Regions from separate parts of the Mus musculus genome. Here regions 2, 3, 4 and 5 are each linked to region 1. A link is a contact called in public Hi-C and capture Hi-C data. All regions are on one chromosome and are shown on one strand. Each heading gives the region's core, a stretch centred on a gene start, on an enhancer-like site or on the middle of the called end of the contact. The rest is flanking DNA. Distances are from core to core; before and after follow the strand shown. Region 1 overlaps Gpc6 (glypican 6). Region 2 overlaps Gpc6 (glypican 6). Region 3 overlaps Gpc6 (glypican 6). Region 4 overlaps Gpc6 (glypican 6). Region 5 overlaps Gpc6 (glypican 6).

The links. A called contact is a pair of places that touch in the nucleus more often than the background predicts. Capture Hi-C pulls out chosen DNA fragments and counts their contacts.
Region 2: a Hi-C map of neural progenitor cells shows a contact between it and region 1, with 6 times the contacts expected there. The contact joins two enhancer-like sites. A contact is called at or near these places in 15 of 484 Hi-C or Micro-C datasets (the AML12 cell line, the MC3T3-E1 cell line, cerebral cortex and 8 more), 4 of 115 datasets of contacts at active chromatin or transcription factors (embryonic basal ganglia, embryonic stem cells and trophoblast stem cells) and 1 of 9 other capture datasets (embryonic stem cells).
Region 3: a Hi-C map of uterus shows a contact between it and region 1, with 2.8 times the contacts expected there. The contact joins two enhancer-like sites. A contact is called at or near these places in 3 of 484 Hi-C or Micro-C datasets (nephron progenitors, uterus and ventricular fibroblasts) and 1 of 9 other capture datasets (embryonic stem cells).
Region 4: a Hi-C map of uterus shows a contact between it and region 1, with 2.8 times the contacts expected there. The contact joins two enhancer-like sites. A contact is called at or near these places in 3 of 484 Hi-C or Micro-C datasets (cortical neurons, embryonic stem cells and uterus), 1 of 115 datasets of contacts at active chromatin or transcription factors (embryonic stem cells) and 1 of 9 other capture datasets (embryonic stem cells).
Region 5: a contact with region 1 is called in a capture Hi-C map of embryonic stem cells, with 9 times the contacts expected there. The contact joins two enhancer-like sites. A contact is called at or near these places in 4 of 484 Hi-C or Micro-C datasets (the 3T3-L1 cell line, adipose-derived mesenchymal stem cells, nephron progenitors and 1 more), 2 of 115 datasets of contacts at active chromatin or transcription factors (embryonic fibroblasts and embryonic stem cells) and 1 of 9 other capture datasets (embryonic stem cells).

What each region holds. Positions count from the first base shown.
Region 1 is chr14:117,928,929-117,933,334 of GRCm38.p6, forward strand. All of the region lies in intron 6 of Gpc6 (glypican 6), which reads left to right. Among named protein-coding and RNA genes, the nearest start is that of Gm52110, 21 kb to the left of the region's middle. Within about 2 kb of position 1,818, at least 140 of the 459 cell types and tissues checked have an H3K27ac peak or open chromatin away from gene starts, as enhancers often do. A contact at or near this core is called in neural progenitor cells and uterus, where this site is marked.
Region 2 is chr14:116,940,882-116,945,287 of GRCm38.p6, forward strand. The region is part of intron 1 of Gpc6 (glypican 6); the gene reads left to right. Among named protein-coding and RNA genes, the nearest start is that of Gpc6, 18 kb to the left of the region's middle. Within about 2 kb of position 1,975, at least 5 of the 459 cell types and tissues checked have an H3K27ac peak or open chromatin away from gene starts, as enhancers often do. A contact at or near this core is called in neural progenitor cells, where this site is marked.
Region 3 is chr14:117,120,826-117,125,231 of GRCm38.p6, forward strand. The region is part of intron 1 of Gpc6 (glypican 6); the gene reads left to right. Among named protein-coding and RNA genes, the nearest start is that of Gm52112, 5.3 kb to the right of the region's middle. Within about 2 kb of position 2,361, at least 5 of the 459 cell types and tissues checked have an H3K27ac peak or open chromatin away from gene starts, as enhancers often do. A contact at or near this core is called in uterus, where this site is marked.
Region 4 is chr14:117,238,432-117,242,837 of GRCm38.p6, forward strand. All of the region lies in intron 2 of Gpc6 (glypican 6), which reads left to right. Among named protein-coding and RNA genes, the nearest start is that of Gm52112, 110 kb to the left of the region's middle. Within about 2 kb of position 1,735, at least 5 of the 459 cell types and tissues checked have an H3K27ac peak or open chromatin away from gene starts, as enhancers often do. A contact at or near this core is called in uterus, where this site is marked.
Region 5 is chr14:117,405,989-117,410,394 of GRCm38.p6, forward strand. All of the region lies in intron 2 of Gpc6 (glypican 6), which reads left to right. Among named protein-coding and RNA genes, the nearest start is that of Gm52112, 280 kb to the left of the region's middle. Within about 2 kb of position 2,208, at least 14 of the 459 cell types and tissues checked have an H3K27ac peak or open chromatin away from gene starts, as enhancers often do.

The sequences.
Region 1 (4,406 bases), core at 568-3,067:
CTGAGCCTGGCTACTTGTCAGAGTGGGGAAAGTAGACTAACTGTGGTCATGGCACCTGTAACCTCAGCACTGGGAAAACAGAGGCAGGGGGATTGCTGGGAGTTCAAGGCCAACCTGATATGCACAGTAAGTTACAGACCAACCAGGGATACATTGCAAGACCCTGTACTACACAAAGAAAACCAAGGGGAGGAGCAGCCACAGCACACAGAGCAATTTGAACAGGGCTCACTCATCCGAGCTATGCATTCACACTGGCATCCCACCGTGGATCCTGCTGTAAAAATTTTATATGTCTTATATATACATGTTTTTATATATGTGCCTTAACTGTGTCTTTTGGAGAAAGTGATACAATTCAAAGACATATATGTGTATGTAAGATATCTATTGATCTCCCTGTTCTATACAGAATGGAATGAAAGATCCATCTTGTGGAAGTGCCTGGAAGGAAGAATTGGTACACAGAGGCAGTGGGGCATCTTCTAGGACAGTCTGGGAAGCTAGAAAACACACAAGAAAAAGCTGATATCTCAGCAGAAGGTGAAGGATAAACAGGAGAGGATACAGAACAGGAGTCGGCAGTAGGCAAGAGATCCACAGACAAATGTCACCCTCTCAGGCACAGGGCTAACTGTGCATGAGTGTCTGACATTAGTAGACTGTGACTTTTAAAAAGCATAATGGTTGTGGTCTGAAGAGATGGCTGGGTTGGTAAAATGCTAGCTGTGCATGAGGACCTGGGTTCTATCCCGCAGAACCCAGCAAGTAAGCTGGGGAAATGTGCACCTATGTAGCACCAGAGTTGGAGAAATGGAGGCAGGAGGCTCATGGGGCAGACAGACTAACCCAACTGGTTAGTTAGCTCCTGGTCCAACCAAGAGATCCTGTCTCAAAATAGAACTCGAGAATGATTAATGAAAATATCCAACATAGAGAGAGAGAGAGAGAGAGAGAGAGAGAGAGAGAGAGAGAGAGAGAGAGAGAGAGAGAGAGAGCGCAGACTTTCCGGGCAGGGAGCAGGTGAGTTTGCATTTATGTTTCAGTGCCTTCTGCACTCACTTCCTGTACCCCGCACATATTAGCACACGGCTCTCTCACAGAAAAGGCCAGCAGCACCTACTCAAACCAGAAACACAAAGGAGAAAGGTGAAGAGTGGGAGGAGCCCCATAAAGACAGAGTCATAATAATAATAAAAAGTCTATGGATGGCAACTTTCCCCCAAGCTTCCATAAAACACCGCCTAGGGACACAGATCCCCAGCGAGCCCTCTGCATTCTTCTGCTTAATGAGAATTTCTGAGAACCAAATCTGCCCAGAGTGAATCCTCAGGAGGCAGTGCTTTATACAGCTGTCCCATGTCACACTGGTTCTGAGACAGACCAGCTCCTGAAGTCCCAGTGTCTTCTGTGGGAACACAAAACTATAGGAAAGTGATGGGAGGCTCCAGGGAGTTAAGATGGCACATCTGGGCCCGTGATTGAGCCTCTAATTCACTCAACCACAATCTCCCTAGGGGTGGGGGGTGGGAACTCGCTTCCTTATCCCCCCCCCCAAAACCAAGAGGAATAGCAATCAGCCCTTGCCTGAATAGGGAGGTCAGCTCAAATGACAAAAGCTCCTAAAGAATGTGAATCTGTGGCTAGGTCACTGGTCTGAGCTGCCCTCCATGACCTCGGCCCACCACGCTAACTCCCTCGGTCTCAGATTTAAATAAAAATAACCAGACATGAAACAGTGAAGAGCTGTTACTAAGGGAATCGGATCCTTGGTAGCGTATCCTCATGAATTTCCCTGATGGGGTTGAGTCAGCACTGGATGTCTCAGAAACATTCCAGACGATTTCGAAGAGGCAAGGGCAGACGGGTAATTAAACCACACAGTCAGGAAGCCTTGGAAACAGAGAACAAAGGGCGAGGGAAGGAGAAGAAAAGAAACATAGACAGCAAAACAAGACCCAGAGGTGGGAAACCAGGGTTCGGTGGTGGCAGGCTGGGGCTTCCTGGGATGCTGCGCGCCCTTCTTCTATGCTCCTCTGTGTTTACTGAAGAGTGGCTTTTGCCCTCTCTGCAGAGCCTCAAGGCTGAGGAAAGGTGTAAGGGCTGTATGTAGGCAGTTGGTCTGGAGATGGCTCCACCTTTAAGGAAATAGGCTGAGGAAACAGATGAAGGCAGTCTGGCAATGCTGTCAGGAAGGGGATTGGGTTGGCCTACAGCTCCCTGGGCCACTCCCTGCGCTCCTCAGGCTGAGACACTCAGCACTGCTACTCAGCAGTAAGATTGTGTTGTATGAAACGAAGAAGCCAGGGCGAAACTGCATACAGGCAGATGGGGCTGGTGGCTTCTCTGTGCTCCTGAAAAGTCATTCTCCCTTGTCACCAGCCTGCTCCACCCTGGAAGCCTGATGAGTCAGTGTATCCAAGGCCTCTAAGGGCTCCAGCTAGTCTTGGCCTGAGGAGGCATCACAGAAGCGAAGAGAGGAGCGCGAGGTCTCCCATGTTCCCCACTTGGTCCTATAAAACTGCAGCACATTGGCAGAGCACAGCTGGAAGCCAGTTTCCCTTCTAAGCCTATCCAGGGCTCCTGCCACACACACACACACACACACACACACACACACGGGCACACACACACACACGGGCACACACACACACACACACACACACCATCACGAAGCATGCCGTTCTTGAGCTGAGGCTCTCTGTGATGCTGCTCTGCTGTGGACCAGGAGCCAGTGCATCTGTCCAGACAGCCCTGCAGTCTGCCAAGAGACCCACTTCCACATCTTTACCCAAACCTTGTTTTTTCGTAACTTTACTATGTGACAAACCATGAGCGTTTGTAACGGGAGATTGCTTCATCCTCCCTCATCCCCAGACCCTGGAGAAAACGAGATGCTTCTCCTCAATTGGGGATTTGGGAGAGAAAAATAAAATAAAACAATCCAGATCTGGGTCGGCAAAAAGCCTGCTTGCTGAGTGTAATGAGGCCTCTCTGCTAATTAACACGTTCCTGTGGAAAAGGCAAGTGTGAGAACATATATATCCCTCTCTCGACGGCGCCATCGCAAATTCCGTAAAGCATCACTTATCCCTTCGACCTGGAGCAGGGAGCACACATACTGAAAATTAAAATTCCAGAAATTGTCTGAAACGCTCAAAATTCAACAAGTCACCTGACAGCACTAGTTAAACTTCTTGGGCTGTTAATTAGCATAGACATTAGCATCCACGTATTCCACCGACCCTGGATCAAAAAATATTAAAAAATTAAAAAAAAAAAAACATACTGTTCCGAACATACGAGGACCTCTTCATCGCTATTCCCTAAATCAGTGTAACAACTGTTTACACAGTGTTCACGTTGGACAGGGAATACTAAGCAACCTGAGCTTAGAACTATGAACGGGACTGGGCGTGGCTCGGCAGTAGACTAAACAATAGGCGTGGTGCCTGAAATTCCAGCATTAGGGAGGTAGAAGCATAAGCATCACATGTTCGAGGCCATCCTCCACTACATGGTGATTGGTCGGGGCCATCCTCCACTACATGGTGATTGGTCGGGGCCATCCTCCACTACATGGTGATTGGTCGGGGCCATCCTCCACTACATGGTGATTGGTCGGGGCCATCCTCCACTACATGGTGATTGGTCGGGGCCATCCTCCATTACATGGTGATTGGTCAGGGGCCATCCTCCACTACATGGTGATTGGTTGAGGCTATCCTCCATTACGTGGTGATTGGTTAAGGCCAACCCCCACTATAAAGTGATTGGTTGAGGTTTTCCTCCACTCTGTAGTGATTGGGTGAGGCTATCCTCCACTATAAGGTGATTGGTCGAGACCATCCTTCTCTACATACTAATGGGAGGACTTGCCCTTGTTCAATCCTTCTACTTTATCCTTTTTAACCAGAAGAGTACAAGGAATGGTAGAACATACGGATGGATGAAAAATTTCAGCCCAGCCTACTCCCCAGCTTCTCTCGGCCTGCAGAATCTTTGCGTGGAAGGATGAAGAGGATGTGGAAAGGGAGAAAGGAAAGACATCTCTCTCAGCATACTAAAAAAATACTTCTCGGGGCTGGTGAGATGGCTCAGTGGGTAAGAGCACCCGACTGCTCTTCCGAAGGTCAGGAGTTCAAATCCCAGCAACCACATGGTGGCTCACAACCATCCATAACAAGATCTGACTCCCTCTTCTGGAGTGTCTGAGGACAGCTACAGTGTATTTACATATAATAAATAAATAAATATTAAAAAAAATACTTCTCAGTAGCATGGGCAAAGGTTTGAGCAAGCGGGGAGTCTTGAGAGGAAAGCAGTTCTAAGAAGCTGCAGCTAACTGAAGTGCAAAGTGTGCTGTAGAGGTGCTAGCTAGCTAGCTTGTGACAGGTGTGGCCAGC
Region 2 (4,406 bases), core at 725-3,224, 990 kb before region 1:
CAGGTAACAGACCCTCACACCCCTAGTGTTTACAACAGAAAATGACTTAAGGCATGAACAACCTAGAACCACTTACATATTTGCCAGACATTGTCCCCTCTGTGTAGACAGCATGACAACTTCTGAAGAGTCTTGGAAACAGAAAACTGGGGGCTGGTGGATCTTTCTTTACAACACAGTCTCTGGGCTTAAGGGCACATGCTACAGAGGCTGAGAGACCAAGTCCTGGCCTTATAACTTAGAATGTGATTATTTCACGGAACGCCTACACCTTGACTTTCCTTAACTCCAGAAAAAGGAAAGTAACAATGGCTGACTCATGACAATTTTCTGTGACAGTTAAGTAGCATGCTTCAGGTGAGCATCATGAAGAGAGGAATCTTCAGGAAATCGTAGTTCTCTCTCCCCGATTCCTGTGGTATGTGCATGCTGATGAGGTCGCTATCTCACCCGGAAGCAACAGGAAGGCCAGTTCACTATAATTTGCATGGTCATTTTAAATTTCCTCCAATGATCAGCCTCTAAGAAAAAAGCTATTTTCAAGAAAATTATTTAATTATTTTTAAAATATCTAAATTTTAAGTTCTTCTCTAATTATTTCTATATGTGTGTGTTTATGTGTACATGAGTGTAGAAGCCACTGGAAACTGTTAGAGGGCTTTGGATGCGCTGGGGACCGTGTTGCTTGTGTTCTTCTCTATGTGGATGTTGGGTCCTCGGCAAGACTAGTATTCACTGTGAACCACCAAACCCTGCCTCCAGCCTAGAGCTCTAAAAGGTGGTCTTGACGCGCCACTAAATGCCAAATAGGAAAAACTTTTATAAATGCACTCTTTGTCCTATTTACTCTCCAACTTGGAAATGACTGGCCGTGTTCTCTCTGTTGTGCTGCCTCACGGGTGTCAGTTCACCTTAAGCAGCCAAATCTTACGGCTTGCATTATTTTTTATTATACGTGAATTTATTTATTTTCAATTGGCATAGTAATTGTGCACATTCATAGGCATAGTTTGACAGTTCAGTATACATATACAGTATGAATTAATCAACTCAGAAGGAACAAATGGCATTCCATCTGCTGGTGCGTTTATTATTTCTCTGCATTGAGAGGCTCTGCCCATCTCCTCTGGTTCTCCATAAATGATGGCAGCAGGCTGTTTAAAACTACACTCACTCTTCTGTGATACAGGATGCTAGAATAGATTCTTCCCATCTCTCTGTATTTTGGTACCCATTGCCAAATTTCCCTCCCTTCCCCTCCATTTCAAGTTTCTAGTGGTGGTCAGCATCTCCTTCAGTTCTGCTCTGCTCCTACTTTGAGACCATTTCTATTTTTTGTAGCTTTCATTTATGAAAAAGTAGGTTATTTTTCTTCTTGTGTCTCCTATTTCTCTTCACATAAGCCCTCCCCCAACCCTACCCCCAGGTTCCTTTCGTTTTGCTGTAAGGTTGAATAATATCTCATAGTTTATATACCTGTGAGAATTTCTTTTACCACATATGTACTGGCAGGCCCCACAATTGATTATATATTTTGTCTTTGTGAATGATGCAGTAACAAACATGAAATGTAGGCATATTTTAATAAGCAGACTTTGTTTCTTTGGCTATATAGTAAGAATTTCTGGTTCATCTGGAGTAGCATTTTCTGTTGTATCCTGGCTACCACATACTTCTCCTGTTTTGAGAGCAGCTGCTCCAACTAGTTACTATTTCTGTGGTTTTGGTTGATGTACCCCTAAGGATTCCATCGATCCTGTATTTTCCATAGGCCTCTTGGTAACTTTGATTTGTTTAATCAGCAGCTCTCAAACTTGAGTGAAAGTTAGAATCACCCAGGGTGCTGGCTGAAACATGGGCTACCAAGCTCCAATTTGGTTGTTTCTAATTCATCAACTGGGGGAAGGGGCTCTTGAGTCAGTCTGAAGACATTCCTGAGCATGTTGGTGGCCTTGCTGTGGGGACACACTGAAGACACACACTGTCTGACATTCTCAGACCTAGGTTGTCTAGTTAACGGTGTTCTCCATTGCCCTCAGAATAAATACAGACTTCTTGGTTTAACAGCCAAGAACGTAAGCCACTTTTCTAATTTATTGCCAGGCATGCCTCTTCTAGAAACTTCCATCTCGTAAAAGCTCTTTCAACAAAGTCACTTCTCTCCGAGCTTCTGTTCTTTGCTCACAATCCTAACAATGCCAACCTGTCCTCCCTACTCTTCCGCGAAGCCAAGTTTAATCTCATTAAGTTGCCCATACCAATCACTCTCAGATTCATCAAATTCCTCTCTCCAAGGCTACTTCCTTCCTGTTTCTGCCTTTACTGACCTTCAGTCATTTGTCTCTTATTTTGGTAATCAATCCAGCTGTGTTCTACTATTTCTTTTCTCCTTTTAAAAAAAAAGGAGACATTTATTCTTTGTTTTCCACACTTGCCCCTGAGGTATCAGAGGACACTCTTCCAATTCTACTTCTCCCAGAGCACAATGCCTTAACATACATGCTATGCAATAAATAATTAACTATTCTCTATTAGGAATTACAAGAAGTATTCCTTTCTCCCTGCTGGGCAAGACTTAGTCAATTTCAGTAACACTAAAACTAAGTGGTGTATTGTAAAGATACTCTCCTGTTTCCTTCAAAAACTTGGTACCCATAAGCTAAGTTAGCTCAAGGCAGTGGAAATCAATTTACGAAAGGATAAAGCAGTGGAGATTACTGTGTGGAACAGGGGATGCGCTGCTTTCATTTGGTGTTGAAGAATAACCTACCTCCCAATGAAGCATTGCCACACGTTGGTACGCGCCTATTTAAAATGTCCTTTAAAAAGAGAGGGGTGCACTTTCCACATCTTTGACAATAGTTTTAGAATATCTGAAAAGATTAGGCGAGTTAAACATAAAGAATATTTTAAATGACAACAGTATTACCTTGAAGGTGAAGACGTTGATAGGAAGGAACATTTCTTGACAGAGTTGACTGGTCCTAGGCATGGAGCCACCAAATGGCGTAGCTTCTAGAGTGATCTATTTATGGTAGAGGCTTTGAGTAATAAATTGAGCTCCTGGCGTGCTCACAGGAACCGCTTGTAGTTCTGTGAATTCCATTGGTGGCCTTGGCCTACTTAAGACCTCATTCATATGTCAGTATAGGTCAGGAAAATTTTATTTTTAATTGCCTGTTTAAAGGAGAGGTACTTGGAGTTTTCCTGCCCTTGAGGTCCACCGAGAACAGCGAGGACAGCTACAGAGGAGAACTTCAGTGTAATGCAGAGAGGAGTGATGGAGGCTTAGAGAAGCAGGGCTTGGGTGGGTAATTAGTGCGTCAGAGAGGGAGAACCTGAGGCATGAGAGCTTTGGTCAGCTTTTCAGTTGTTGAAGTGGCTTTTTCTCTTTTGCATATGAATCAATTTAAAATGTATCCTTAAATGCTTTTTTTAACTTAAAAAATGTTGAGGTTTATTTATTTTGATTTTGTGTGTTTTGTGTGTATGCCTGTGTCTGCATTGACTGCAGAGACCAGAAGAGGGCATCAGATACCCTGCAAGGAAAGATCCAGATGGCTGTAAGCTGCCTTGTGGGAGCTGGGAACTAAACCCAGGTCCTCTAAGGAAGCAGCCTGGTCTCCTAGCTGCTGAGTCACCTCTCTTTCTCTCCAGACCCCTGCACCGCACCTTCTCAAGACAGGGTAGGAATCTTTTCTAAGGCCAAAAACCTTCTATGTAGAGCAGGCTCCCACCTTTACCGACTAGTACAGGAATTAAAGGGGCACCCCAATACCTGGCCCTAAACACTCTTATATATAAGTGGAAGAATTGTACCTAACAATTTGGAAGTTAAGTAAATTCCTCTCTTCAGTATATCAATTTTGTGAACTTGCTAGCAATGCATAGCTTTGGTGTTTTCCAAGACTCGACCAAATGATCTTTGTTGCGGTCACCGTACTTGAATCTGAGCACAGCAAACTGCATAAACTTATTGAAGATGGTTAACCTCATTATCTCTGTTCTCATGTCTAAGAAAATTTCTAGTGAAGTTTTGGGAAAATAACCACCCTTATTTCAGATGATAATCTCCACTAAAGATGAAGTTTTTAATGTGCTAGTTCATATGAAAATACCCCTTTCCCAGAACAGCATACTGTGTATTTAAAAACTCATAGGCATTGCCGTATCCTCTGTGTGTGTGTGTGTGTGTGTGTGTGCATGTGTGTGTGTGTGCATGTGTGTAAATGAGTGAATTTGTATAATTCAATCCCCACATCCAGTTACTTTCTTAAATTGTTTATGTTGTGTTAAAAAGACAAATATTTTGATAGTGTGAGATGAAACCACTGATGAGGCTGTTATTTTATTATTTAATATTGATATTATATTGTTTACAAAAGCAAATGGTGTGAAAAAATGTT
Region 3 (4,406 bases), core at 1,111-3,610, 810 kb before region 1:
AATTGGGCTTCCAACCTTACCATAAATAGAAAATAGTTTGTGTATTTTTTATAATAAATAATTTTAGAAATAAAAAATGATATCATTGTCAAACATCTTCCAGATTGTTGAAATTATTTTTAAATTATCATGTATGTACAGAGGTTTTATTGTTGTTTTTGAACTGTCAAATTAATTATGACACATGCATGATGTAAGTATTGTACTTAAGATGGAAACATCAACAGCATTTGCTGGAGACGTTAGTAATTCATACATTTTTTTCAGATACCTTTTGATTCTTAAGTGAATCTCACAGGAGATTGTGCTTTCAATTATTTGAAGCCCAATATATAACTGTCTTCCTTAAGTATTAACATTTAAATGTTCTATCTTTCCTTCACACCATATCATAGAGTTTATTCTAGGTATGTACTCTATGAAAGTTTCACAAATGTGCAATTTGCATTTGTACTTAAGATTTAAGTAGTGACTACATGATGTTTGGCCTATACATGGTAGTTCTTTTTGTTTGAGGTGTGTGTGTGTGTAACTTCTATTGTTCAAAATAACCCAATAAAGATATCATTCTGTCTCTTTTGTTAAAAGCCCAATGGGTGTGCTGGAATGGTTTTATTTCTGCACTTACTGCAGCAGTTTTATTTTATTAGTCTACATATCTTAATGGTTCTGAAGACATAAAGCAGTAAGTGTTGAAACAATCCAGTTCTAATCGTCATGTTCTTTCCTCATTTTCATCTTCTTCCTTCTCCTCCTCTCTTCCTCCTCCTCCTCCATCTCTTCTTACTACTCTATTTTTGCCTTACAAAAACACATTTTCGTAATTCTACGTCTTTGTTACTTCTACATACATTTTAAAATTAGCATGCTAGTACTGAATAAAATAGAAAGTCTTCCTAGTTTTTCTTCACTTATTTCATTGGCAAGGATTACACAGTGTATCTCCATTAAGATAGCGGGCTAGGAAGGATGCTTCCTTTTAGGTTAAAGAAAATCTCCTTTATTTTCTTGATAGAATTTAGTTTTCCTCCTTATTTCATCTCATGGTTTGTCAGATTTGTATTCTAAAGTAGTTCATATTCTCTTAAAATTTTCTTCCTCAAGAGAGATTATGAGCAACTCTATAGATTAATTGTGAAGCACCAGTCTGCTCTAGCAGTAGGAGGATAAAATCCTTTTGTTTGGGGTTTGTAATACTTTTACATAGGGCTTCAAATGCTGTTGTTGAGAACTTGAGCACCTGCTTTGATCAGGGTTGTAAGACTCACACTCAGACACTGCTTTCTGGTTGCAGTTGTTTAATTTCATTGTTGATGCAAGACTCAGGAACATCTGAACCTCCTGTCACACGGATCCTCCTCTGCCTGTGCACTATGGAAGCACAGATGAAGGGACAGTTCTCAGCCTGGCCTTCTGCCCATTCTTGTTCTTTTTCAATTCATGCTTTTTCCTTTGCCAGACTCATAATAACTATGACCTCATGAAGGATTTCATTCTCTCCCTTCCCTTCTCCTCCTGCTCCTCCTCCTTCTCCTCCTTATTTTTATAGTTTTTATATTTCTATCTCATCTATCATCTAATTGAACTTATTATTTTAAAAATATTTATTATATTTGTTAATGAAGTTATCTAGAACTTAACATATATTTGCCAAAGATTTATTTTTATTAATTGTAAAATCCATTTGTAAAAGTTTATTTCATCGTGCTTCTTATCTATTTTAGCTTCAAGCATTCTTTGCCATTGGTAGATTCTGAGGAACTTGACATTTTTACTCAAATGATTAATTCTTCTGCAAAGATTTGTTAGCTTACAATATCTTTGAAATGCTCATTGAGTCTCTAAAAATGCATTTTCCTTTACTCCTTATGTTGGTCATGTGTATGTTCTAACTTCTGTGTTTTCAAATGCTTATCAATATGATGTTTTTCAAAAACATTTTTAAATGATGTTTCTTTTGGCTTGATTAACTTTTATCTATTTTTTAACTCTTCCTGGGTTTAATTTCTATCATTCTTATTGTTTCTTTCATATTCGATTTGTTGTCCATCTGCTTGGTTAATATAGAAACTCTTAGACATCTTTGTGATGTATTTTTTGCTCTAAATTCCCTCTCTCTTGAACTGTGTTTCATCAATTCTCTCATGTCCAACTGATATTTTAATTGTTTAAGAAATATTTTCTAATTTCCTCCGAGTTATTTTTTATCCACAGATTAATCAGACATGTTTGTTCTTGTCTGAGGGGGATTTTATGTTATGTGTCTGGTAATGATTTCCAGCTTAGTTTAGTTCCTGTCTGAGGGCATGCTTGTCTGATGCTCATGACTTACAGTTTGTTGTTGTTGCTTTTATGACCCATCTGTCCTGGCAAACATTCAGGTGTGTGCGAATAGAGCACATCCTTGGCTGCCGTTGGCTTGAGCAGCCTATAAGTGTTCATTAGCTCCTCTTGGTAAGGAAGGAGTTTCAGCTCTCCTCTATCCTTACTGACATTTTAACTTTCTCCTACTCTCATAGAAAGCCAAAAATTGAAGTCTTCGGGTTTCGTAGATTTTCCTTCTTTTCCTTTGAGTACAGCTGGTTTTGATTTTGTGTTCGTAACACATTTTGGGATACAGAGGGAATGACCGCTTTTATCTGTTATATCTGTTCACAAGACTTCTTGGGGCCATGACCATTTCCCATCTTCTAGTGACACCCATGTATTATTTCTACCTATGTAATTGGCTTTCCTCCTATTCTTTATATGTTGAACAATATTCTTTATTTTCCTGGTCAGTGTGAACATTACATGAGTTTCTGTGCTTTGTTTAAATTCCATGGAAGCTGTTTATATTTCTTTTTGGGAGCCCTGTGAAGTTGGTTATGTTTAGACTCTGAGTAAGTTTCAACCTTCCTTTTGTGGGTTAAATATCAGTTCTGTGTGAGTGTCTGTATTGTATCTAATTTTGGATGTGTCACATGTCCACTCCATGGTGAACTTGTGTCTTGGGAGTGGTCATCCTTTATTTAATCGAGTGGTATCAACTTTACATTTGTGCAGTGACAGGGAATCTAGGATATTAACCTCAGGGTCCACATTACCTACTTCTCTCAACATCCTTTCTGCAGAAATGTCCAGTGTGTTGTGCCTTTCCATCTTTCTAGCCAGAGTACTAGAGGTTCATGTATCTCTGTTTGCTATGCAACTCTGCAACTGTGGCAGCACATGAAGAGTAACCAAAGGAACACAGCTTAGTGCCACCTCCATGGAACCCTAGTGTTCAGGTCTGTCCAAAGGACACCAACAGAGGGACATGCTACAATTACTCCTGAGTCTGTGTTTATGTACTTTTCTTCCCTATTTCTTTATTTACTAAGAGAATCCCATCCAAGGCAGGGACCAGGCCATCTTCATGCTTCCTATGTAGCCAAGAGAGGCCTTGGGCCCTGGATCTTCTTGCCTCTGCATCTTAAGTGCTGGGATTGCATGTGTGCACCACAGTACTGAGTTTAGTGTTTCAAATTCCAATGCTCCTCTCAGCCCCTCTAGATAGACCTCACTCTTCCCAGTCCATCATGGATACTGCTTCCCTAATATGCAGATTTTATTACTTTATTTTTTGAAATTCTTTTTGTGGGTAATTCCATCTTAACTCAATCTGGAAAAGTTCTTTTCTTCCTCTTTGGGCTTCTTATTGTGATATTTTCCCCTCCATATGATTTTGATTAATGTACAGTAAGTACTATGATAATTGATAGGTGCCAGAATGTGAAAATTTACTCTAAGGTACCTCAAGAATTGATAGAAGGAAGTTGTTTTAATTTTATAGACCATTCCACAGTGCTAAAATCAGTTATTTAGCACATTTTTACTTTTAAACAACTGAGTAAATATTTTCTTTTGAATGAAACTATATATAGACAGTGTCTTAATTGTATTTCATTTGCACTTCAACACTGGATACTCTTGTCAATATCATTCCCTGGTAAATAATAAACTCTGTGTCTGTGAAACCTTTAAGTTCAATGAGCTTAGACTTGGATGCCAATGTACATATCCAGCTATTAAACCAAAAATGCAGAGAGAAACAACAATCTATACGGCCTTCGCGAAGCAGAGTACCCTGTTGAACTGTTTCTTTTACTATGTTCAACAGAGTACTTAGGGAGAACGAGATTAATTCATTTTTAATGCTAGGAAAATACAGTCATTAAAAAGCAGGTAATATAAAATGCCAGAAATGCTTTTAACATCACGAGAAGTGCACTTCTTTCCTAAATAGCATGCTACTTTTAGAGATCTAGATATGCTGAGGTATTAAATATTAAAAATAGAGGTTGCTCTTTAAAATGCAGTGTTTCTTATCAGAAAAAAATAGTTTGAACAAGCATTCCTGTTGTATAATTCATGATATTGCTAAT
Region 4 (4,406 bases), core at 485-2,984, 690 kb before region 1:
GGTGCTTGTCTGTGGAGTCCCCCTGAGCTCATTATTTCTAGTTATGCTTTGTCTGAAAGAAGGTTGTAGACTCATGCCTCGTCCCATTTATGGACACGTTTTCCTCCAGGATGAGTCAACATATTTACAATGCTCATCATATTTAAGGTACCAATCCTAAGGCTCGCTTAAAATGTTTAATATTAAAACTGGTTGGCATATAACACAGTATCATTAAAAATTAAAGTACATGCGAGCTTAGCAGTTTCAGTAGTCACATCCTATCAGTTGAATGTATGACATCACATGTATGTACAAAGAGGTTGTAGTATATAGTAAGTTTTTATGTTTGAGGGGTCTGCATGTATGTGTGAATATGGGAGCGTGTGTGCATGTGTGTAAGAGCTGAGTAGAAACTGTCTACCATTTAAGTTTCTCCCATAAATATGTCAATTTCATGATAAGCCAGCCTGTGCTTTCTGTAGCATCTCTGGCTTCAGACAATGACCACATAAATTCTTATTACAGAAAAGCAAATGTCTGTTTCACAGCTCTAGAACTGAATGTTCGCGGTGGATGTGTTTGGAACTCGGGAAGGTCTGCTTTTAAAGTGCCACCATAAAAGTGTGTTACAATTGGCCATTGCGGGGGCTTTTTAGTTATAAATATAAAACGCATTTGAGGGTAGGTGGATCTGTTAGTGAAATTGGTTTCTTGCCTTGTAGTTTGCCATATATTGTAATATTTTTCTGCTTTGGCACAGGGCTCAGACATACAACATCATACTCTGTGATGTTTGTAACTTATTAAATGACTACTGAATATCCTCTATCTGTTCCTCTCACAGCTCAGATGATAAACTAACTTCATATGTCCTGAGCTCCAGGCCCTCAGGTCTCTTAAACTTCTGTCTCAGTGCACTACTCGGAAGCTCTTTATATCTCTCTTAAAATACACATTTGGGGCTGACATGATTGTATAGCAAGTAACAGTACTGGCTATTGTGTCTCGGAACCTGAGTTCCATGTCCAGAGGCTGTGTGGTAGAAGGAGAAATGCCATTTATGCAAGTTGTGCTCTATTCTATACACACACACACACTAAATACAACATAAAAAATCTTCAAGCATAAAGGAGTTGTGTGAAGAATATCTCATAAATCCAGTCTTACCATCTGTTTAAAATTTCAAAAATCAGTTAAGATTTTTATGTACCCAAAAAGCATGATTTCTGTAATCATTCGTTTTCGTTTTCTTCTATTGGCGAGATATACTTTGTCCAGCAGAAGGGAAACACACCATTTTGTTACCATTGAGGCAGTGTTGACTGATTAACACACTGTTCTCATTGCAACATATGGCTTGATCACAATTAACTGAAAATAATTCAGTGGTCTTGTTTGGCTTAAAATCAAGTGAAGTTCTACTTTAGGCAGCATTGACCAACATAATTTACGATGGTAATAATAACGCACATTAAATCATATCAGTTCATTTCCTCTTTGGTGGTTTTCCTTTTCCATCAACTCTTACTTCTTTAGTCCCAGAATCCTTCCAAACTACATCTGGGTTTGTCCAAGTCACTGAGTAAACTTTTTAAAGACGGTGGACAAAATGTGTTTTTATTTATTGGAAAGATGTTTTCAATCACCATTAAGATCATCTTTGGTTGAATGTTAGAGTTTAAATATCTAAGCCTGCTCTCTGGACTGCAGACGCCCACCAGAGCTCTGGAAATCTGGTGTAGGTTTCATTTTATTGTGGTTTTCCAAAACAACCATCGATTGCTCAAAGCAGAAATCACTTTGATGATACAGGTTTAGTCTGAGCAATGCGGTGAGTCAGCTAGCGGCTGGTTTTCTGCAGTTAACCACTATCTGCTGTCCTACCCTTTCTGCCATTCCAGATCTTCCTTCCCACTGCCAACACTAACACTCCTGTTGCCTCCCTGGATGCTGTCACCCTTCATCCTCGTTCTACTCAGTGTATTATTTCATTCACTGTCTTCACTGTGCTCCACCTCTTTATTTCAGGGCATACTGACGAACAGAGAATTCTTCTATTGTGATATTGGTGTTAAATGGATCAAGGATGTATTCCTTGTTTATGCTAAATGCACAGAATGAGTCCCGGGTGTGGAAGGTACCATGCTCAGTATAGTCTCTTGAGAACCAACAAATGCTCCAGTTCATGGTGTGCTACTTCAACTAGTAACTCATCTGATGCTTCGTCCTGGGGGACAGAGGAGTGCATGGTGTGCTTCTGTCTAGATGTGATAGAGCAGCTTTCTCTGTGGACCTCCTTGTAGATACATCCACACTTAAAAACACAGATACACATAAGCACACTCAGAGAGACATACACATGCAAACACACATATACATAGATACACACAGATACGCATACACAGGTGCACATTCACATAGATACATACATAGACACAGACACACACAGAGAGACATACATATACAAACACATACTCATAGGTACACACAGACACAAATACACAAACACATATATGTGCACATAGACACAGACATACACAGAAACACTCAAATACAAACACAGAAACATATACACACAGACACACAAATACACATAGATGTGCACATATACACAAACACACACACATACATACACATATATGTACACTGGCACACACAGATATATATATATATATATATATATATATATATGCACAGATATACATAGACACAGAAGCATAAACACACACACATAAATGGACACACACAGAGTCACAGAAACACAAATGTAGGTTTATACATAGACACATAAACACACATGTACACACATAAACATACCCAGGGACACAGAGACATACATATATACATAGATTGACAAATATATATTTATACACATATACACACACAGGCACAGACAAACACACAGAGAGACAGAAACACAAACATACATGCATACATTCATAGCACAAATACACACATAAATACACACAGAGAAACAAATATACAAAAATGCATTCACACAAAGACACATGTTCACATTGCCACACACAGAGACAGACACACACATACACACAACTTAGACGGTTCTGAAATCAAAAGAATGGTTAACTGTATGCATACGTTTTAATGGTATACATCCCTGGACCCAAGATTACTGAACTTTTAAATCATTTGTAGTTATGGAAATTGACTGTGACATTTACTATTTTACCAGTAGTAACTGAATATCACAGTTTCATTTCTTTTTTCTTTTCACTGTCTTCTAGAAAAGGTAAAGTTCCTCTGAACACAAATATGGAAAATTGCCAATATAGCGAATTTCCTCCCACTGCCCTTGTATGATCTGAGAGCTGGCAATGCTGAGGTAATGGAAGACCCAATAACTTGCAACACAGCAAATGTGAGAAGCACTCTTAAAATAATCCATCTCCCAGGAAGAAATGGATTGCCTCATTGTAAATTACATTTGAAACACTGTGGGTTGGAGGAGGCTGTGCTGTTATTGAAAGAACATTTTCATATCAAAAGCTGGGCTTTTTGTGTCTGGATTTCACTCTGTGTTATCTTGAACTTGGTTTTGCACTAAAAGGTCTAAGTGCTATTTCATTGTGCAAGGAGACCCAAGATTAAGAAAAGAGGATAAAAACCAGAGTCGTCCTGATTTTTCTCTGAAAAGTACAAAAGTAATCGTTTTTTTTTTTTTTTTTTTTTTTTTTCAAAATAACACAGAGTGCCAGGTGTGTGGCACTTAAATGAAATGCCAGATGGGTAAAGTCACAGTCAGGTAAGTAATAAATTATGGTAATGAGCCTGTTAATAGCACCTGATAACCAGATGTGTAGAAAACCAAGCCAGCCCACTATAAAAGCCTTAACAAAGAATGGAAATCAACACATCCCACCTCCTTAACATCACAAAACAGTGAGATTTATACGAAGCAAAGGCTGAAAGCTGATTGCATATATGAGGAGATAAACCTTTCCATAAGGAGTAACTGAATGCTGGGGCTTTCAAGAGGGAAATTTTAATCCTGTGGCTGAGATTAAGTGATGGTTAGAATATAAATATGGAAGTGGAATATGGAGGCAGACAAAAAAATCCAGGGAAGGGAGTTTGGAGGGATGTTTTTTATAACCTTGTTTCTCTCTTGTGGTTTATAGTTAAATTCTTAAACTTCCTGTGTTCAGAATTCCTCTTTTTTTTTTTTAATTACGTATTTCAGAATTCCTCTTATTCTGTAAAAAAAAAAACAAAACAAAAATTAATTAAATGAAATGATAGTGCAGAAGTCTTAGAATGATGAGAAAGTAAAGCATGCCAGTATATTACACTGTAATATACTCCTATATATTACACTGTAATATACTCCTATATATTACACTGTAATATACTCCTATATATTACACTGTAATATACTCCTATATATTACACTGTAATATACTCCT
Region 5 (4,406 bases), core at 958-3,457, 520 kb before region 1:
TGAACCCAGGACCTCATGGACGTGCTCTGCCATGAAGTTACACCCCGAGGGGTTAAATAGCAGTGGAAAACTGTTAAAGAAATTACTAACCTCATAGTAAAAGTCTACACAAATGCAAAAGTTTCATTTTATAAAGTGTGTATATTTGTTAATGAGAGAGATTTTTGGAATAACAATTTCTTCATTTTGTCATACTATTTTAATACTTCAATACTTTAGGATTATTAAAATATTTTAATACTTTAGTATTTGGTGATTTTTTTATTCATTTAGTTATGTTTGTGATATGCCTTCTGCCAATAAGTTTCTGCTAATAAGCTTCCCATCTGTTTATTCGCACTGAAGTGTTAAGATCTTGACAGAAAACACTACAGTTTGATGCAAAGAAACCCGGCACTCTGATCACAGTAAAGACTATAAAGTCTCCAACGACATTTAGATAGAAGACACTTTTGCATTGCATGGAGGACTGAGAAGTAACTGAATGAGGAGACCAAGTGACAAGAGGGATCACCTTTTTCTCTAGCACTATCTCAGGAACACAGCCTTCTTTCCCTCCATTGCTAAGAAGAACCTACTGGCTTTGGTATCTTCTTCTCCTCCAAGTGCAGTGTTCTCAGAAAAGCTGAGGAGATGTGAGGGCTCATTAGTTTTGTGGTGGCATCCTACCCCTGGCTTTGCCCTTCCTGGAAGATCTTAAGCTCTATCATCTTCAACCCCACACTAATGATACATATAAAATATTTGAAGTTTATCCTCATATTTAGTTGCTGCCATTTCTGTTATCAAGCAGAGCAAAGCTCCCTAATTTCTTGTGCACAAAGCAGCGAATTTCCATGTATCAGCACCCCAACAAAACAAATAAAAAAAAACTGAGTAACTTTGAAAGGACATGCAACCTAGCATTGGAAAAGAGAACAGTTCTGATGTGTAGTCAGCAGCAATGGGTGTTGATTAATGGTTGCTTTCTTTGCTCTCTTAAAAAGCTTTTACTAAGGAACAATCAGTTCTTGAGCTGAAGAGATGACTCTGTGGTTAAGAGTGCTTGTTGCTCTTGCAGAGAACCAAGAATCAGTCCCTAGCACCCACATAATAGCTACTAATTATTTTTGCCTCCAGTCCCAGAACATCTGATAACCTCTTCTGATTTTTCAGGCACCTGTTGACCATGTGGTGCAGATAGACATGCAGGAAAACACTCTCACATTTAAATGTGAATTCTAATTCTCTTGGTCTGTAGTCAGACTGAGACTTAACATTCCTAAAAGGCTCTGGGCAATTAGATAATACTCACCGTACATTGTCCAATTAATATCAAGGACATTTACTTTCTTATGAAACACAGTTTCACTTGTGCCAGCTTCACAGGATTTAAATGATGTCAAGGAAAGGAACCAACTGAGGGAAATATTTTGCTTCCCATAATGTCTGTGTAGTGTGAATATTTAGAACACAGAATGCAATTTTCTGAGGTTCAATCGGCTCTTCTGTGAATGGAGAGGGTTTGAAGGTACTTCTATGTGTCATAATTTATGATTGCATTAGACACCAACGAAAGCCTGTAAGGATAATTCACTGAGTGGGGACTGTTGGGTTCTGAATTGCCAGATCAATTGTCACAGTGTAGGAATGCTACCTGTCTGCTCTGGAGAGAATGTGCAGCCCTTGGGAAGGGAGTTAGAGAAGGGTTTGAGTCATTTTATAGGATTTGAGCTAGGAAAGGGTGACATCGTAGCAAATAACTGAAAGAAAGGTAAGCAGAAGACGGAGATGCTGTGGGTTTCAGGCAGTTCTGATGCATTAGTCTTAGAGACTGAATTTAAGAAGACTCTAGGCCATAAGGGCTGGCTTATCTTCTTTTCGTTTGACACAGCCAAGTGAACACTAGAACATGATAGTGATCTCTAGATTACAGTTTCTAGTGGGTTTTTTTTTTTTAACAAAGCTCACTATTTCTGCCAGCTTGAACGCAGAGCAGTTATACAATGACTAGACTACTGGTGCAGAACCAAGGCTCCTAAGGAAAAGAATGAGCTCACGGGTTACTCAAGGAAAGGTAGAAAGTAGATGGCCAGTGTCCCAGAAGCCTGTGGCTCTGTGAAGGACAGATGATGTGAAGGAAAGAAAAAGAATAAGCTAGTGGCTGGAGACTGTGATGCTTCGAATTGAGTCTACAGAAAGCTAACTACTGTGAGCAGAGACGATGTCTCATGTGCAGCAGCTGCCCGAGTTGCACAGTGATGCCTCTCTGTTCCCAGGAATGACTGAAGTGATGAATGGGTGAGAAAGAGAACCAGATCCACTACTTTGAAAAATGTACTTTCTAATTGGGACCAGATTTGAAACTGACACAGGTCTACTGTGAACCCAATTATTTGACTTGAACACGTGTAAATGGCATGCTAACATGCACAAGTACTTGACAGCGAACTGAAACTTTAGCCAAGCAGGTGATAAGACGTTAAAATTTAAACTCTGGAAAATTAGGTCAGTCAACCATAAAAAAACAAGACTTAATAAGCAGCAGATGACATTTTGTCCAACTCTATTAGATTTTGCAGTGCAAGAAAAATATAGGTTATTCAGATCAAGTGCTTGCTGTGCTGTGAAGTGCTGCGTACATTCTCCGCTCCAGGCTTGCTACATTTCCCATGAAATAAGGACATATGGCTACGAATGAGTCATTCAGAATGTGCCCCCATCAACAGAGACAGCATTTTAGAATGCACAGGCATACTAAGAAATTGAATAACATTTGTAAATGCTTTTCATATTAGAGTAACATTTTACTATTTTCATGTAAAAATGTCAAATAACTAATTTGTTCAAAGGATCTTTCAATCCTTGATGAAGAGGGTTTTTTTTTTTTGAGAATTTATTTAAGCAAATATAACTGGTTTGTTCTGAGCTAGACATCTGATGAAGCTCCCTTCTCAAAGTTTACTTGGTTTAAACTGGAGCAATGGGGTAAATACATAAATATTATGGGTATTATTTTGTAAAATCATAGCCTTCAAAAACCTTCTCTGATTTACCAGCCTTTCAAATCAGAGCATTAAGTTATATAACATGTGAACATTTGAGCGTGCATGCACATGCGTGCACACACACACACACACACGCACACACACGCAGTGGTTAAACTCTTAAAAAAAAAAGAAGATTGGATTTAATTCTAGATACCAAGAAGACATGTACCTCCATAAAATACCTGTGCATTATTTTTACCTATCCTGCAACAACTAGATATCATTCTGATGAAGATTATGCTAGACTTTTAGCAAATGCTATATCATTTATCAACAAGGAAGAGAGCTGTATTTGTCTAGACTGTGGAAGATATTACTGGCAGCAAACAGAATGAAGGATAACGAAACAAGAAGGCATCTTATTTCTGGGGTCATGCCATTTGGTTTTCTAACTTGCTCTCTGATTCTGGTTCTTGAGTTAAATAAAACAAGAAAGAAATGCTCCTCTTAGATTGACTGAGCTTTAAAGACACACAACCCAGAACATCCCATGTGGTCCATGGTTCTGGACGCCAGAGCCCAAACTTAATAAAAATACACATTTTCCACTTGATGTTATGTGCTGTGTAGGTACTATATTTAGGAGAACATAGATTTAGAGACATTAAGCCTGCCTTATAAAATTCAAATTTCATAAGCTCCAGGCCTTAGATACTGAATAGGGTCATATGGTGGGAACAGTGCCTCAAATTCTGACAACTTCATTTCTTACATCTTTTTGTTTTTTATAATTTGCATGCACCATTTCTGTAACCCATGAAGTTTGGGGATTGCTCTAATGGTGACAGGGAATGAAGAAATGACTGACAGACATACAGAAGAACATAGACTATACACTCTAAAAGAGATGTTGCAGCAGCAGCAGCCTTTAAACCCAGAATGCTTATTTTATACCACAGCAAAGATGAGGAGGCAGAACCTCTCTTGGCAAGAAGTCTCTGTGGGGGAGTCAGCTCAGCTTGTGGTTATCAGACAGGAGGAATCTGTGATTGATGCTCCCTGCACATACTGTCAACACCCATGCGTGGATCAGTGGAAGGCCTTGCCATTGCCCTGAGCCTGATTTCAGGGAAGGCCCTGCCATTTTCATAAGTCTGAGGCACTGAGGTCCTTAACCTGGCTGTGCGTGCTCACACAAATAATACAAATTTACTCAGAACTCCATCTGTTTCCCACAAACTATTATTCCAGCTTTGTAAGTAACGTTGGATACATTCTTCATCTATGAATATCGATTATTTCTTTAAAAGGTATATTTTGGAGAGCACATTCCTTAAGAAGGATGGCTTACACTCTTGCAGCATAGTTTAAGTAATAACTTCTATTCATATCTACTTTTGTATCATATTGTCTTTAAAAGTATGTGGCACCGGGCCC